Regions from separate parts of the Columba livia genome. Here region 1 is linked to region 2. Evidence: chromatin contacts called from public Hi-C data. All regions are on one chromosome and are shown on one strand. The core of a region is the stretch at or near the end of the contact, and the rest is flanking DNA. Distances in the headings are between cores, read along the strand shown. Region 1 overlaps ZNF516 (zinc finger protein 516). Region 2 holds the start of ZNF516 (zinc finger protein 516).

Region 1 (3,280 bases), core at 551-3,050, 67 kb after region 2:
GCTCTGCTGGCGGCATTGTCTGCTTTATAGCGATGCTGCTCCCTGACCAGTATGGGTCTGGTGGAAGGGACCCTTAATGCAAATGCAATGATGTCAGCCAAATGGGTATTTCTCCGGGGTCTTGTGCAGAGGGAGAGGATTTTGGCTGTAACTACACAAACAGCAGCCTCAGTGGGTTATCTGTATCCATAATGACAGTCCTGTGGGTGTCCGGTTTTGGCTCCTGTCACGGATGTAGCCTTGGGACTCTTGGCATGAGGATCCTCGCAGGGACACCATGGCTGCTCTCCTCATCAGAGCTGTGAGGCAGGGCTTCTTGATGAGGGGGTGGCATGGTGTTGGCTAGTGTCATAGCTATGCCACTACTCCATTACGGATGAGGGTGCTGTTATATTTGGTGTTTGTGCAAGCAGGGAACAAAAATATTTGGGTCCCCCACCACCTGTGCTCACGAAGTTGCTTCAGTCACAGGCATTAAACCAGGAAATCTCTTCAGATCCCTTCTAGGGAGGGAGCTGTGGCAGGCTTTTGCCATATGCGCTGCAAGCATTCAGGAGACTGAGCCCAACGTGTGGGGTTCCCAAGCAGTCCTGCCGGCACACCTGAACCCTGATCCAGCTGCTGTGCCTCCCCTGGCAGCCCTGGGGCTCCAGGCACCGCCCCCCAGGGAGCCCTGGTTCTCCTGCACTTGCATTCGCGTAGCTGAAAGTAGAGCTGTTCTCCACTCACCAGTCCACCTTAACAGAGCCTTACTGGCCGACATATTTTGTTGATCAGTGTGGTTCCAACTCTGTAATAGTATGTAGACTAACCAGATGGAGGCTTGTACCTCTTGTGATTGTAAAATTAACCAGAATCATTGATAGTTATGAGAGTGATGATGGAGACCCAGGCGCTGTCAGAACGATGTGCTTTGAGGCATGCTTAAATCTGTTAGGACAATGTTTCGTCTTAGTGCGTGCTTAGTACACAATTTAACAACACGGCAAAGCGTGTACACCTCACTCTCAGCTGTGAGGGTGGGTAAGGGATGGAGATTAATCACTACTGAATTTGACTCAGCAAAGAAGGGGCAGGTCCTGCTCCACTCAGAAGCACATCCAAGAAATTTTAGTCACAGGTCCAGCTGGTTTTTGTTTGTTTGTTTTGTGTGTTTTTTTGTTTGTTTCTAATAGGTCAAAACAGGATTTTCTCACTTTCTGAGTAAAAGAAATTTTTTGAATTGGAACCTAGTGTAAGAATTCCAGGGAACTGGTGAGAAATTTGTAAGAAACTGCTGGAAATACCAGCGGAGAAGGCAGTGCCATCTCTATTCTCTTCCTGCCACACAGCCCACAGATGTACTGTAGATCCCTGTTAATTTACATCACTGACCAAAGGACCCATTTAAATGAATGAACTCTGTGGATTAATAAGTGCAGAGGGGGAGGAAACCTGCATTACAAAAGGTGCTTTGTTCTTAGTTGTGGAGAGTAAGAGTTTAGTTTGATATTTCATAACGTAGCACTGACTGCTGTGTGCTGTATTTGTAATACGCCCCTAGTAACATGAGATCGCACCACAGATTCCTGCTATTAAATGGTTATTCAGACATGTTGTGCTACCAGCAGCATTTTGCTTGCATGTGAATTATTAGGTGTTTGAATTAGCAAAATGTGGATTAGCAGAGGTTTTGCTTTGTTAGTGGTACAGCAGACACTTTAGCCATTTGGTCGTCAGCTACAGTTGTTCTGTGTTTGACCTTCTCAAAATACAATGCCTTCTAGTGCCTCTGTAATTAAACATCTGTCATGGTTTTCAAAATGACCTGTGGGTTTTCTTCTGGGGGGAGGATACAACAAGCCCCTGCTTTTAGGGAGAAAACTGGTGTGTGTAACAGCAAAACGTATTTTGACCATTTTTGCAGGGGGGCAAACTTAGGAGATCAGCAGCTTTCTTCTCCCTTTTGGCTGATGTAAATAAGCAGTGAATTTATTGAGACATCCGGCACAAAACTGGTGTGAGAACAGAACTTTGGGCCTCATGTGGCAGCTTGAGCAGATGGGTGCTTCTTACTATTTCTTAAAAACTGAAATGACAGGGAGATTAGGGTTTAAAAATCACAGCTTCTGTCGCATGCATTAATTAAAGGGGTTTAGTGTAGTAATTTTATCTTATTGTTCTAAAGCATACGGTCAGCTACTTTCAATTTTTAAAAGTGCTCAGCCCTTCTCTGGGAGCCACGGCTGTTTGTTCAGTTGAATTCCTTCTGATTAGAGCTCCCTGAATAGTCATTGCCTCCACATACTGAGACCAGCTCTGTTTTCTCCATGCTACGCTGATAATGGGGTCACTGGGAGATTTCTGAATTACAAGTTCTAACCAAAGTTACAGCCCTTCAGGGGTGCTTCACTGCTCAGCACAGGCTGATGTGCCTCAAAGTACCATTGGAGCACTTGGGGTAGTGGCTCATACATTTCGACTCCTGACTTGTTTTGCTCACAGGGGAAGCAGCACTGTAGCAATTTTGGTTATTTCCTGTCAGGTCCAAAATATCATCATATTTTTAATATGGAAAGAAGTTGGAACCCAACCTCTGTAGTGATCTCGCAATACTAGCATTTTTCTTTTCATTTTTAAAATTTTCTTCTAAGATACGCCTGCAATAGCCTGTCCTTCATCAGTTTTCCATGCAAAATATAAACCTGCAGATTTTTCAAATCTGAAGGTGGCATGTATCAAGAGTGGCTTTTTAGCAACCGTGGATAGGAGTGGTGCGCCTCCTCTGGGGTCTTAAGCTGATGGGCTGTGACAAGGTCGCTTAAAGAAAAAGGCCCTTACTGTAAGTGTCCTGCAAGTTTTATTTAAAAAACGTCAGTCCTGTGGATACTGTGGATTTGTTGCCATTCTTGCTTTTCCCAACAAAACTTAACATTCTCTGGAAGCGCAGATGTTCGTGGAATGAACTCCTTCTGGGGAATTAACTAATTAAGAAGGCCGAGCTTCTGCGTTCTTCCAAACCATGTATCCCGAGGCTGTGGTGTGGTGTCAGGGCTCTGCCTTGGCAGTGCTTGATAGACATGTAGGTTAAGACTGGGGCAATACCTGTAACCATCTTCCAGGCTGGTGATTGGTGCTGGAGTTCAGCAAGGGAAAAGGGAAGAGCTGCCAGGCTTACAGCTTTCCCTGTTTTCCCTTTAAACTGATGATCAGGAGACGTGGTAGAAATGGCATCCATTTCCAGCAATTTGCTGGAGAGCCTGTCCTGGGTACCAGTTCAGGGAGTGAGTAGGCAGAGGTG
Region 2 (3,067 bases), core at 121-2,620:
CGGAGGAACTCTGCTAGCGACTTTCCATGAAATTAATATACGGCTTGATTGTTTTTAAAGTCTCTACATCTTCTGAATTTTTAATTGCTGTTCCATTAAAGTGGAATACCCCTCTCTTACTACGCTTGAGATGGGTTCTCCAGTCCTGTCACCCCCATAGCCTCAGGACCTTATTTTTTTATAGGAACAAGGAGCACAAGACTGGGCCCTACGGAAGCAAATATGGAAAAGAGCAAGCATTTTAAACATTACTCTGTCAAGTAACACAGCAAGCACTGTGTGGAGTGTGCTCACCTTTTACTGTCTGAGGAAGAGAACCTCTATGGACTAGGAGAGAAAAGGACTAGGTCGTAAAAATCACATTTTTATGTAGAGGAGTTGGGAAGTCTCATGCACCTTTCATTGCTCTGACTTGTCAATTTTCACCATATGGAAATTATTAGCCTAATACTGTAGCACTAAAACTGCCCAGGAATGCTGATTTATAATGGATTTCTTAGTCTTTGTGTAAAGAAACGCTAAACTGCTATACAAACTGTGATTAGAAAACCTACAGTCTTGTGTTATAGGCTTGTGCCTGGGGTGAATTCTTCAAGCTTAGGGATGTGACGTCTACTCTGGTCCATTCGCAGGTAAATCCGGAATCAGTGAACTCGGAATTCCCACAAAACACTGCATGTCTGGAGTAACCGAGAATGCAATTTGGCCTGTGATTGAAAAAGTGTGCAGGAAAGATGCTGATGCATAAGGAACAAAATCCAGACATTCCAGATACATTATTTACTATTGAGACATTTAAAAACACTACCTTAAAGTAATGAAGCTGCCTTTGAAGGGCAGGCGAGGCGCATTTTTTAAAGCGCGCCCTCGCTATATTTTGACCAGCTGCTATGCACGTCCGATAATATTTTTTCCTGTGAATTAGAATTAAATTTGATTGTCCCAAATACATCCCACTCGGGCATTCATGCTGAAAGCAGCAACAATTGTCAATGACCTTTAACACGCCTGCTATTCAAATTAGTGCAGATCATTAATCACACATAGCTTACATTTTATGATTCGTGTATCCTTCATTACCAACTTTCTCTCTCACTCGCTGACCACCCCCCCCCGCCCCTTTCCTTTATTCCGAGGGTTCTGGTAATAAGCACTGGAAAGGGCAGGATTTAAAACCTCCCCCTCCCGGCCCAATTTTATTTTCTTCTCTTTGCCAGAGGTGCCAGAGCGTCCCAAGTGCAAGACGGGGCTGGAGGGAGTCAGGAGCGGGGCCGGTGCGCCGGGGCGGGACCGGGGGGCAGCCCCAGAGGGGCCTCGGAGCCGGGGTGCCCGGGGCGGGGGGAGGCTCTGCCAGCCCAGGGCGCCGAGATAACACCGACCCTCCGTCAAAAGTCCTCCGCACCGATTCTACGTCATCGCACATTAGGAGACAAAGAAAGGGAAAAAAAAAGCCTCCACACCCTTGATGTCTAGTAGCAAGCTTTAGCAGATTAAATTAGGCTTTCCAGCCATAGACTAAACATACTCCCCTCGCCTATGGCACACAGATTTGGCGTGATTAAACCGAGCTTCGCAAAACACGCAGGAAAACACGACTTGAACTTTTCAGACACAGGAGAGGTGGTGCTTTTTTGTTGTTGTTTTTTTTTTTTTTTTAAAGCCATATGGCAGATTGATTTGTTCGGAGGTCTTTCAACTTCCCCAGCGTGGCTGTTGAACAGTATTCCTCTTTGATCTTGATTGAAGACTTTAATGTTGTTGTTTCTGCGCATTTCAATAGATCCATAAATATTTTACCAGTGGAATTCGCTAAAAAAAAAAGGGGGGGGGGGAAAAAAAGTTTCTAATAGAAATGCATCTGGGGCAACTCCAACTCGCACCTTTCGCAGCCGAGGTACGTGGGAACCGGGGTGGCGGCGGACCGGAGCGCGACTCCGCGTCCGCACAACGCGGGGTCCGGCTACCCCCACCCCGGGGCGGCCGCACCCCGCGCCCCAACTTTGCTCCGCGGAGACAATAGTCACGGTCCTGCGGGCTCCGCACCGGCCCGGCCATCGCGGGCGCGGGGGGACGCGGGGCGGGCGGCGGGGCGGGCGCGGCGGGCGGGGGCGGTGCGCGGGCGCGGGGCGCGGCGGGGGCCGGCGGGCCGCCCCCACCCGCGCCAGTGGAGCCGCTCGGCGGATCATGTGCAGCTGGCGGCCGCTCGCATGCGGCGCATGGTTTCACCTTCAGGGCGGCGGGTGGCTCGGCGCGCCCTTCCCCGAACATTGCAGCCGGCAGCGGAGGAGGTGAGGGGTGGCGGAGCGGGGGACTGGCCCGGGGGGCGGGGGTCCTCGGGATGCGCCCCTGAGGAATAAAAAAAAACTTCGCGCCCCCCCTCCCCGGGAATAGGGACTATCCCCTCGGTCATCGGAGCGGCTCTAAAATGGTAACTTTGCGCTGTTTCGCGAGGACGAGGTTGCTTTTGCTGCAGTGGTGGTGCCGGGCGGGGTGGGGGGGGTCGATTTGCGGGCTCTGGGAGCCTTTTGGCTTTGTACGGTCCGTCAGAGGCGGGGAGGGGGGGTGAACAGCGATATTAATCCATTAAGAAACAAAGAACAAATTGCCTCACTTTAAAGTAAAATGCTTCGGCTAATGAAGGTGGGTGATGGGTCTTCGAGCTCCGAGTAGCCACTTAAATTATTAAGTGGTGGGTTTTTTTTTTCCCCCTCCCTGATGGTATTGATTTTGCGTGTGCGTGAAATGCCTGGTGTGTGGTTGTGTGCCCCCCTCCCCCTTGTTTTTTTAGCTACTATCCGCTCCGTTGCGAGTCGATAGCTGCGTGATCCCCGTTACCGAAGTACACAGTTTATCAAAGGAAGTTGGGGGTGGGCGAGCAGAGAAAACAATTATTCACATATAGAGAGCGAGAAGGGCTCGAAGGACAATGTCTTTGTAGCGATTATTTCCAGAAGAGGAAAATAGCCCATTTGATGCGGGTGGGGTGGGGAGAATGACAGGGAGTTTATATGTTAAAAAAAAAAAAAAAAAGGAGGGGGGGGAGATCTACGGGAGAGGGGGAAGGAGA

What was found. A called contact is a pair of places that touch in the nucleus more often than the background predicts.
Region 1: a contact with region 2 is called in a Hi-C map of crop, with 2.5 times the contacts expected there. The contact joins the enhancer-like site here to the promoter of ZNF516 in region 2. A contact is called at or near these places in 2 of 2 Hi-C or Micro-C datasets (crop and liver).

Annotation. Positions count from the first base shown.
Region 1 is chr2:100,529,526-100,532,805 of bColLiv1.pat.W.v2, forward strand. All of the region lies in intron 2 of ZNF516 (zinc finger protein 516), which reads left to right. Among named protein-coding and RNA genes, the nearest start is that of ZNF516, 67 kb to the left of the region's middle. Within about 2 kb of position 1,801, at least 1 of the 3 cell types and tissues checked has an H3K27ac peak away from gene starts, as active enhancers do.
Region 2 is chr2:100,462,457-100,465,523 of bColLiv1.pat.W.v2, forward strand. ZNF516 (zinc finger protein 516) reads left to right here and starts at 1,371. Exons shown (of 6, transcript XM_065053009.1): 1 at 1,371-1,620.